2 separate regions of the Sus scrofa genome follow, and region 1 is linked to region 2. Evidence: chromatin contacts called from public Hi-C data. All regions are on one chromosome and are shown on one strand. The core of a region is the stretch at or near the end of the contact, and the rest is flanking DNA. Distances in the headings are between cores, read along the strand shown.

Region 1 (5,241 bases), core at 386-2,885, 140 kb after region 2:
TGATTTGATTCTTAGCAAAATGGGGTAATGGACTGCTCACTAATGCATGGAATCTGTAACAAGTCTTCTTTTGCTTTGCTTGCAAGTAAGAAATGTCTTTTCTCTCTTCATTTCTCACTAAGCTTGTTTGGAGAAGTAATGACATTAAGGAATTCTCCGTGTTAAATTTGTCCCTGCTTCCAAATCTGGCACTGTTCAAGGTTATAAAACCATTCAAAAATTTGAGAAAAGGAAGAAAAGTAAGTCATGTAATTATCCGATAGTTTGAAGAATAGTGGTTTCAGCTATGTTTTCCTTAAAACTCCAAGATCCTACACTACAGTTTAAATGCAGAATCCCTAACTTATGCTTAATCATTCAAGAATTTTCATCAGCCAAGTTTGTAGGCAAATGTTATATTCTCTTTAAGAATCATATCTTTCTTTCTCTTTTATTTTACCCTTTTAAATCTCAAGAGTGTGCTTTTAATAAAAACACTTCTAAATGTCCTTTCGATGACTATGTCTGCTGTATTTGGCAGAAATGTGTCCTCTGAAATGCATGTAGAACCATACGGTAGTCCTTCCATTAAAAGCAGCAGGAACACTGTACTTATTTAGGAGGGTTCTGTGTTCATTCCTGAGTTTCTCAACTTAGAAAGGATTTGGAGAAATACAGAGGAGGCCAAAAAAATCAATAAAGAATTGAAAGGATCTGATTTCAAATGCATATACACTTAGGGAAGAACAAGCGGCTAACAAAGGTGCCATACGAAGATCTAGACCAGTACTTGTCACTAGCATTCTGAGCGACGCTACCAGCTCTTTCATGAGAAATGGCCACTTCAATGAATAGTTTGGTTATTGATAACCATCCTGGCATAGTAATGGCTCCCACAAATATTCCTAACGCTTCCTGTGCCAGGCATTGTGACATGAAAATGCAGGGCTAGACATCACATCACAGTATGACTGTGTCCTCCTGGGCCTGACCCTGGAACTGTGTGGGCAAGACTTCCTGGAAGGAGCTAGAAGCTTGTCTGTGGAATGTTCTTCCCATCATCAGACGTGTAATGTTGCAAATAGAGGATTCAGTTCTCACTAATGCCTACTCATGACCATTAATAATAGAAAAACAATTATTTGATCAACCATGCTAGACAAGGTGTTCTTTTTTTTTTTCCACGAAGAATAACACGATAAAATTGTCATATGAAGAGGCAATCGAAGAGTAAGTAAATAGAAAAAGCATGTAGAAAGAAAGTATAATGGAGGGGGATCAGTCATAGTAAACACGTTATTTTCCTGGATTTGCTGATGTTTGTGGTGTTTGTCAGCTTTTTAAAATTTGCCATTTACTGGAATTTCTTGAAAGTTTTCCAAAATTCAAAATAGTTTAAACTTTGTCCCCAATTTTCTATTTACATATTTTTTAAATTCTTTTCACTCAGAATGACCCTTGAAATTGTGTAAGATCCAGGACTCCTCAAACTTGGATTTGTAACTATAAATTACGTTCTCCTAGTTTATAATGCCAAACCCCACACTTTTTGTCTGTCTTGATGTGTGTGCAAAGGTTTGAAACACACCCTGAGGAAGGCATTTCTCAAGTGTCTCTGGACAGCTCATCTGTTCTGTCGGCATCCTCACTGTTTGCACAATTTTCCATTACTAAGTCCTGGGCCTTGACAGGGCTCATGATTAAGTGGCTCATCCAATATTTGGTCTTCAGTGCTGTCCAAAAGGATTAATTCAACACAATTTATAAGGTGGAAATAAATCTTGTTAATTCAAATGAGCCTAAATAAAAGTAAATCTTTCCTGCTCTTAGAGACAATAACTATGAACAAAATAAAATGAAAAAGAATGTAGGGACTGTCCCTCAGTTAATGAAAGGAGTAGTCTTGTTTGCTTTGGTTACTGATGTGTTTCCATGGAGTCTTATCTTAACTATCATTTGAAATATATTTAGCTACAACAACAAGAAAATAGAGAACACAATTCATCATGTAGCTGCGGTTAGCCCTCAGAACATAATGGAGCCACAGTACTTTGGTTCCCAGTGAGTGATTTCTCTTTGGAGCTTGCTGAGAACTCAGATTCTCTTAGTACAGATATCAATCTTAATTGAATAGACATGATGACAAAACACAGACAATAGAACAGAGGGGAAAGGGCAGCTAAAGAGCTCTGCTTGAGTGAATTTCAACTCAACACAAGCTGGAGAGGAGAAGCCAGTGAGGCAACAGATCCATTGTCATGGATCTCAGGGGTGACAGAAATAGTGCTCTTTCACAAATGCTGGCCTCTGGAAGTTGTGACCTCAGATCAGAATTCTGAGTTCTTCTGTGCCGTGCACCTAGGGCCTTGCAACACCCACGAGCCCACCTGTGCTGTGAACGCATTATTAGGACAGCAGCTTCCTCTTTGATGTCCAAAGCCTATTCAAAGAATCTTTGAGTCCTTCCCACCTCTCTCTTCACTCAAAACTTAACTTCATTTCTTTGTACCATTACTGTTTTCGTGCTTGTGCTGTATTGGTTATCACAGTGCCTGCTGTTACCTAGGTACTCAAACATTTGTTGAATAAATGATCATGGTCTCCTTATATTAATGATAGCAAAATCTGTTATTGGTGAAGGTGAAGAAAATTATATAACACAGTAACAGTAGGTACCACATATTGAAAGGCAAACATCTTTTACACATTGTCTTTTTGAATTTTCACAGACTTTTTTTCAAGGTAATTGTAACATTTCAGAATGCTGAAACTCAGAAATTAGGTAATATATCAAAAATTATACAGCTAAGCTCTCTTTTGGAAGGGATGGGAAATCTAAGAACGATGTTATTTCTGTATTCATAATCTACAGAATAAAATTGTTTTGTATATCACATAAGCGTACTGTATTTAATACATCATACATGTATATGTGTGCATGTATATGCATCTATTCTGTTTCTTTTACCATAATATGAGCTCAATGAAGGGAGAGATAGCTCCTATTTCATATTTTCAAATATTTTTGGAATCCACTAGTCTAGTAAATTCATCAATGGACCTTTGTTTTTGCTTGAAAAATCTGTGTGGACATTTTATCACGTGGGTGCTTGAGACCAGCAGAATGTGCAGGTGCCCTGATTTGAGGCGGGTCAGTTAAATTATATTTAAAGAATTTAATGTCAAGCATTTAATGTCCAGTAATGTGCAGAAAGATACCAGAATAGAAATGCTAAGCCTCTTATTTCCAGTGGGAAAGTATGCATAAATTAACTTTGTCATTGGAAAGGAATGGGCTCATTAAATAGGTTATAGCTTTGCAACTGACTGTCTATCCATGTACCCAATAGTTAGGTTCTTTTTGTCTTTTTTTTTTTTTTTTTTTTTGCCATTTCTAGGGCCACACCCACGGCCCTAGAGGTTCGCAGGCTAGGGGTCTAATTGGAGCTGTAGCCAACGGCCTACACCAGAGCCATAGCAACACAGGATCCTAGCCGTGTCTGCAACCTACACCACAGCTCACAGCAACACTGGATCCTTAACTCACTGAGCAAGGCTAGGGATCGAACCCGCAACCTCATGGTTCCTAGTTGGATTTGTTAACCACTGAGCCATGATGGGAACTCCTCAATGGTTAGGTTCTTAAAAAGCATCTTTATTTTAGCAGAAGTTTCCCTGAAAACAGAGCCTGAGTAAAACGCGTGATCCTAGGAGCAGAAGTGAGAGAGAAAGGGAATGAAGAGAGAAAGAAAGCCAATACAATGAAGCTAATACAATGGCCACTGTTACTCGTGACTGGTTGCTTAATCCTGTGGGAGAAATTATGTCTAAAAACCATCCACGGAGAAAGGAGAAACCTCTATCTATTAACTTCTCTCTCCACTGGTCAAGGATGGCCGATGTGATGTTAAATCCCCTGCTTCTGGATTGTGATAAGATGAAGCAAGGGGTAGGGTACAGTGAGCTTGGGAGTGGGTGGGGGGGAGAGGGGGGAGTTCCCCAGGGATGAAAAAACCAGGTGGTTGCAGCAGTGGCTGGAATGAGGGCTGAAGCTGAAAAGATTTTTAGTGGCACTCAAGAAGTGTCAGATACACTTGGGTAATTAAAAATGCTTTTAGCAAGACTGATTTACATTTAAGAAATAAAGAAAAAGCACGTGATAGTGAGTAGATTAAAACATGTTCTTTTTTTATCATTACATTAATATGAACAAATCACTAGCTTATGGGGAAGAAGTAAATATAAAAATAGTATTATTCAAAATTTTCTAATAATGTCCAGTTGATCCAGATGACAACAGCATAAATATATTAGCGATGTCAATCTCTATTTTACATATTAAAATAATTTTTGAATATGAACTTTTTGTCACAAGCAATGACAGGTTCAGACCAATGATGTCCTGAACTTGATGCTTTTGTTAATATTGGCTATATCGCCAACTCTTGTAGACAATACATTCATCTGATGTGGGCAACAACTTTGCTCTTACTGAAGTGAAAGCTGACAGGCTCTTGCTGCTTCTTTATCCCTGGAATGTTAACTGATGTTTTCCAGTCTAATATGTTTAACTTAAAACCTAATATTTTATTATACATTAAAATAAAACACTGGAGATACATGTGCATTTATAATCTATGTATATCTGAACCTTGTAGAGTAACATGAAAACTGGGGATGCTTTTGAAGGTGAGAAAATCACTTTTCATTATGCTATGCATGTGTTATGCTGTTTTTATTTCATGACTTAGCAGCCTTCTTTAACAACACTGCTTTCTAATATAGTCTAGTGACGGAAATAAACTTCCTAGAGATCTCCACGATTCACTTTTGGATGGGAATCCTGATTTACCATTATAAGATCTTGTTTAAGACTGGGCACTTGGTATACTAGATGGAACCTACCATAAAACTATTAGACCTGGAGAGGTTATTGTCAGGTAAAGGGAAAATAAAAACAAAAGGAAATACCTAAAAGTAGCTCACAGCAACCTTACATGTGAATGATGGAGAGCATCTGAAGAAGGAAAGTACAAATTTTCAGATCATAAAACACACTGAATATCAAACAGAATTAATAAAAATATGTCAATTTCTAGACAAAATAGTGAAAATGAAAAAAAATGTCAAGAATATAATATTAAAAACTATTAGCGGGAAAAGAAAGCTTGCCTTCAAAGACACAGCAGTTGGATAAATGGTAGATTTCAGAAAAGAAAGAATGAATGTGGGTAGAAAATAAAGTAATATTGTTGGAGTGCT
Region 2 (5,485 bases), core at 2,643-5,142:
TCTATGACACTACTAGGTCTAAGGGATTTACCTCAGTCTGAAACGGGTAATTCTTACAGTTCATGGGGACTGTAGCCTATGGTCCTCTCACTGGTCCTGAGGTAGGTTTTCCACTGGAACCATAAGAGGTTTCTTAAAATCACGTGCCTGAACCCAAGACAGCAGTTGTCTATGACATAGAAAAACAGGGGGTGGGAGTTCTTGTCGTGGCTCAGCAGAAACGAATCTGACTAGTGTCTGTGGGGATGCAGGTTTGATCCCTGGCCTCGCTCAGTGAGTTGAGGATCCGGTGTGGCCTTGAGCTGTGGTGTAGGTCGCAGATGCGGCCTGGATCCCGGGTTGCTGTGGCTGTGGCTGTGGCTGTGGTGTAGGCTGGTGGCTTCAGCTCTGATTCGACTCCTAACCTGGGAACCCCTATCTGCTGCAGGGTGGGGTCCTGGAAAAAAAAAAAAAGAAAGAAAGAAAGAAAAATAGGAGGTGACATTCATTAAAATTTGTGAAGCCTTCTGTAGGTCCCACATGGCCTCCTGGGAACTTCACGAACATAAATCTAATCAACACCGAGGTCACAGGTCCAAGGCATCTGAGGCCCACAGATATGCCACCAGCCTTGGCCTTCTGTGAAGCTGTTATTTGGAGAACAACCCTAGTTGTATAAATTCTGGGAGCAGAATTTAACTTTTTTTTAAAATTATTATTATTATTATTATTTTTGTCTTTTTGCCTTTTCTAAGGCCGCTTCCCGCGGCATATGGAGGTTCCCAGGCTAGGGGTCTAATCGGAGCTGTAGCCACCGGCCTACGCCAGAGCCACAGCAACTCGGGATCCGAGTCGCATCCGCAATCTACACCACATGGCAACGCCGGATCCTCGACCCACTGAGCAAGGCCAGGGATCGAACCCGAAACTCATGGTTCCTAGTCAGATTCGTTAGCCACTGCGCCACGACGGGAACTCCCAGAATTTAACATTGATAGTGAGAGAAACTGTTGCTCCTCTTCAGTGTGCACCCTTTTCATGACGTACACGTAAGGCATCGGATGCCTGTGGTCCTGGAGGATGTGCTCTGTGGCTTCGTGAGGGCCAGAGTCACCTTTTTCCAGGCTTCGCGTCAATGTGGCTTTCTCCACCAGGCGATCCCATCGTAGCATCTCAGACACACATGACGCCCTACTTTTGTTAAGCCTAAACACCAAACCCTTCAACATACTAAATGATTTATTTCTTTCGCGTCTACTGCCTCAGCATCTCCCCCTGCTACAGAGTAAGCCCCACAAAGATGGAAATCTTTGTTTCACTCACCGGGAATCCCCATCCACACTGTGAGTTGCTGTGTGGCCCCAGTGCCCGAGAGTTTCTGAAACACGGTAGGCATTTGGTAAATGGTTCCTGGGCTTCCTGACTGTAAGACTAGTCCACTGAAAAAATGTAAGGAATGTGGCCATATGACTTCCTTGTAGTGGTGAAGTAACCCATATCAATCGCAGACAGTTGTAAATTTTTTAGGGACTATTTCAGAGATATAGTATTATGACTGGTGATAAGGATTTCACTCGATTAGAGATTTTTTTCAGTATTGTCTTGAATGCTTTTACAGTGATTAAACAACCTTTTCAATGTGACAACAGAAGTAAGAATAGTGGGAAGTTAGAACTGCCAAAGATAAGAAAGCAAAGTCCCCCGAGCCTGAGATAAGACTGAAGAGTCATTTATCCTGGACAATTGCACAGATCCAGTGGGGCCAGAACCTTGTGTGCCTGGGCTTCTTTCCTGGACAGGCTGTTTTCCAGTTGGAGAAGCTGAGTAGGTGGTTTCCCCACCACCGGGTTGTGCCAGCGCTGCTCACAGGCCCACGTGAGCATCTGACCCTCCGGAAGTCACGGGCACCTCCCGCCATCCAGCCTCCTGCCTTCACACCCCAACTCAAGTCCACATTTTCTTTCTTTCTTTTTTTTTTTTTTTGCTTTTTAGGGCTGCACCTGTGCCATAGGGAAGTTCCCAGGCTAGGGGTCAAATTGGACCTGTAGCTGCTGGCCGACACCACAGCCACAAACATGGGATCCGAACGGCATCTGAGACCTACACCCCAGTTCACAGCAACACTGATCCTTAACCCATGGCGCGAGGCCAGTGATCGAACCTGCAAACTCATGGCTACTAGTCGGGTTTGTTACTGCTGAGCCAAAACAGGAACTTCCACATTTTCTTTGTTCTTCATCCCGTCTTTTTCCTGTAATGCTACAGAGTGCTCTATTTCTCCCAGGCCCGCTTTTCCCAGCTTTTGACATCTTACCTTCCTAAACGTGACCAAACAGAAAGGGCCTGAAGCATCTTCTCATTAAGGTTCATGCAGGTTGACCACCAAGGGAATGCGGCTGGACGCGATGCCAGGCCAAAGAGGGTCCTTTGCATGCAGCTCCCACCCAGGGAGATGGCAGAAGATCTGGGCCTTCCTCTGCAGATCCTGGCTGGCCCTGCCCTTGCTGACTGTGGGACCTGAGCCCAGCGCAAAGCCCACAGAGAGTTGAGAGGCTAAAAGAAGGTGGCTGGAAGAGGCACTGAGAGCAACGCTCTTACAATCCGTGGTGAACATTTCACTCAGTCCGAGCTCTCGGTAAGTGTTAGCAACCATTCTTTTCCATGTGCTGGTTCAGCAAACATTTAATGCATCTGTTTGTGGAGATTTGTCTTTGACAATATTCAATATAATTTTAACCTCTAATGGCAGAAGAATTTTCTAGGAAACCTAGTCTGACTTTTCATGGGTTTGGGGAGGTAAGTTATTGTAATGTAATGTCATGTAATGTAACATGTAACATAATATAATGTAATGTTGATTTTGTGGATTATTTTGCTTCATGGCTACTTGTTGTTTCCTGAACACATCCAAAAGGAGACTCGTTTCCTTCCCCCTCAAACCTGTTCTTTCTCTTCTGTTGCAAACTCCAGTGGCTTTTTTCTCCCGGTCACCTAGGCTGTATCTTCAATTTCTGCCTCTTCCTTGCCCACTGGCAGCCAAGTCCTAGAGATGCAAATTCTGCAATACCTTGCGTCTGTCCTCTCTCCATCCTTCCTCTCGCTCCCTGGTTGTGCTCTGGGAGGGAAGGGCTTTTTGAGAAACAGCACCCGGCACATCTAAGCCTGTCAATGTCTGTTGGATGTTGAGTGAATTGTCTTGCCATTTCCCCAACCAGCCTTTCAGTGGCTCGTTTCACCACCGGGAGTTAAGTGCAAGCCCAGCACCTAGCTTACATCATCCCTATGCTGTCCTTCACGTTCCACCTCTTCCTGCATCACCCCCTCCCACAAAATCCTACAGCTGCTGTTGCCTGGACCTTCTTAGTGTTTTCACTGGGCTTTGGCTGCCTGGCCAGTGCCTCTGCTCAGAATGTCCTTCCCTTTGTCACTAGCTGAATTATCTACATTTCACAGCCTCAGCGATGCCTCAACTTTAAGCTCAATTTTGATGTTTAGCAAGATGTCACCTCACCTCTGCTCCCATAGCTTATTGATTATTTTTGTCACCCTCTCTCTTGCATTTTGGTTAATTGTAAATATCTGAGCATATGAGTACCTTGAAGGAAAGGTACTTCTGGACCCCTGTGTGTCTAGCTCAGTGCATGGCAGGAAGGAAGTGCCTGATGGATGGTGGGGATTCTTGTTATTTTGATGTAGCTGTTACTCTTATGATTGTAATTAATATGGTTGTGACAACAAAGGACCGGCCTCCTCAAAACCTGGAGGGAGTATAGAATGGCACGAAAGACTAGGGGTATTAATGAGGTATTGCCATCACCACAGTCAGTGCAGTGGTCACCTTGGCCTCAGGGTCTGGTTCCCAGGGTTTTCTTGTCACGAGTCATGCCATATATGGCCACCAGGTGGCACCCGCGCTCCACGAGTGCTGGTCACAGCACTAACTAGGCAAGGGCTGCGGCTCCCCTTGGTGTCCAGCTACTGCCTAGGAAAGCCGGCGGGAGGGACCCGTGAGCCCCAAACCCAGCACACCACCCATTCCCCCCAACCCCGTTCGAGCTTCCTGAACCACAAGCTGACATTCGTCCCCACCGCGCCTCAGCGGGTCTCCACGTTCATCCCCAAAAGCCTTTCTGTGTTAACTTTGACTGATGCCCCTCTCTGGGCAGCCTGTCTGGCGGTCAGCAGGGCTGGCAGGAAGCCCTAGGATAGGTCGAGTCTCAGCCTGTGGACACGATGAACCATCAGCTCCCCGAGCACAAGCACGAGCCCCACCCACGACATCCACCCAGGGTCCTGGTGCGAGGGCAGCCTGGGGAGAGAAGATAGATGGCAGACTCTGGGGGCAGCTGACACGTGGGGAAGGGGCGGACCCCAGGAAGACCGCCTTGGACGCAGGAGTGTGGGAGCTCTTACCTGCCCGCAGGAGAGCGAGGAGCTGACACCAGCACCCACGGCTCCCTGGAGATGTTTGAGCTGTGCACTCTCCACCAAAGTGCATGTTGGGAAACCACAGCATCAATGGTCACATCGTTTCTTTCCAAACTCCAAGGAGAGCAAAGCAGTTTTTAGAACTTCAAACAAATCCCCCTCTGCACATATAGATGGACCTAGAGGGTAGGAGGGTATTACGCTAAGTGAAATCAATCCGAGGAAGACAAGTATCACATGGTCTCACTTACAAGTGGTAAAAAACAAAAGGAAGACACACTTACAGATAAAGAACAAATGAGTGGTTGCCAGAGGGGTGGGGATATGGGGGGGGTCGAGAAGTGGATTGAGAGCTATAAAACCTTTACTTATAAAACAAAGAAGCCCCAGGGATGTACTACCCAGCGCCAGGAATACAGTTAACAATACTGTAAAAACTGTGTACGGGGCACAGTTGGTTCCCAGCCTAATCGCGGTGGCCATTTCATAATGTGTGCAAACATCAAATCACTACGTGGTACACCTGAGACTAGCATAATACTGTATGTGGTCTACTGTATTTCAGTTTTCAAAATTCTCATTTGGAGTGTTCACGAATGGGAGAATTTGCTGCAGTTTGGGGGGAAGACGGACGGCTTTGCACCACAGTCAGGAACCCTTTTGAGGTGAACATTAAACATCCCTGTTCTTACAATTTCCTGGAAGGAAGCAGGCTCTGGGCTCAGGGTCTGGATTCTACCCAGCTCTGGGGGAACTTCACTGTCTAGACCTGGACTTACTCTTTTTTAAAATTTGTTTAATTAAAAAAAATTTTTTTTGCAGGTTTATTGAGGTATAATTGACAATTTTAAGAGATTTCAAGTGTACGACATGATTTAATATATGTCTACATTATGAAAGGATGCCCCCCCATCCAGTTACATCATGTCACACATTTACCTTAATAGGATACAGTATGTTATCGGTTTTAGTTACCATGTTATACATTAGATCCTCACACTTTACTCATCTTATATTTGAAAGTTTGTACCTTTTTATAAGCCTCTCCTCACTTCCCCCACGCCCAGCCACTCCCAGC

The links. Hi-C and Micro-C count contacts between places; a contact is called where the count stands out from the background.
Region 1: a contact with region 2 is called in a Hi-C map of omental adipose tissue, with 1.9 times the contacts expected there. The contact joins two enhancer-like sites. A contact is called at or near these places in 3 of 47 Hi-C or Micro-C datasets (embryonic fibroblasts, omental adipose tissue and skeletal muscle) and 1 of 2 datasets of contacts at active chromatin or transcription factors (skeletal muscle).

The regions. Positions count from the first base shown.
Region 1 is chr9:21,183,331-21,188,571 of Sscrofa11.1, forward strand. No RefSeq gene overlaps it. Among named protein-coding and RNA genes, the nearest start is that of TMEM135, 440 kb to the left of the region's middle. Within about 2 kb of position 1,636, at least 17 of the 83 cell types and tissues checked have an H3K27ac peak or open chromatin away from gene starts, as enhancers often do. A contact at or near this core is called in omental adipose tissue, where this site is marked.
Region 2 is chr9:21,036,364-21,041,848 of Sscrofa11.1, forward strand. No RefSeq gene overlaps it. Among named protein-coding and RNA genes, the nearest start is that of TMEM135, 300 kb to the left of the region's middle. Within about 2 kb of position 3,893, at least 10 of the 83 cell types and tissues checked have an H3K27ac peak or open chromatin away from gene starts, as enhancers often do. A contact at or near this core is called in omental adipose tissue, where this site is marked.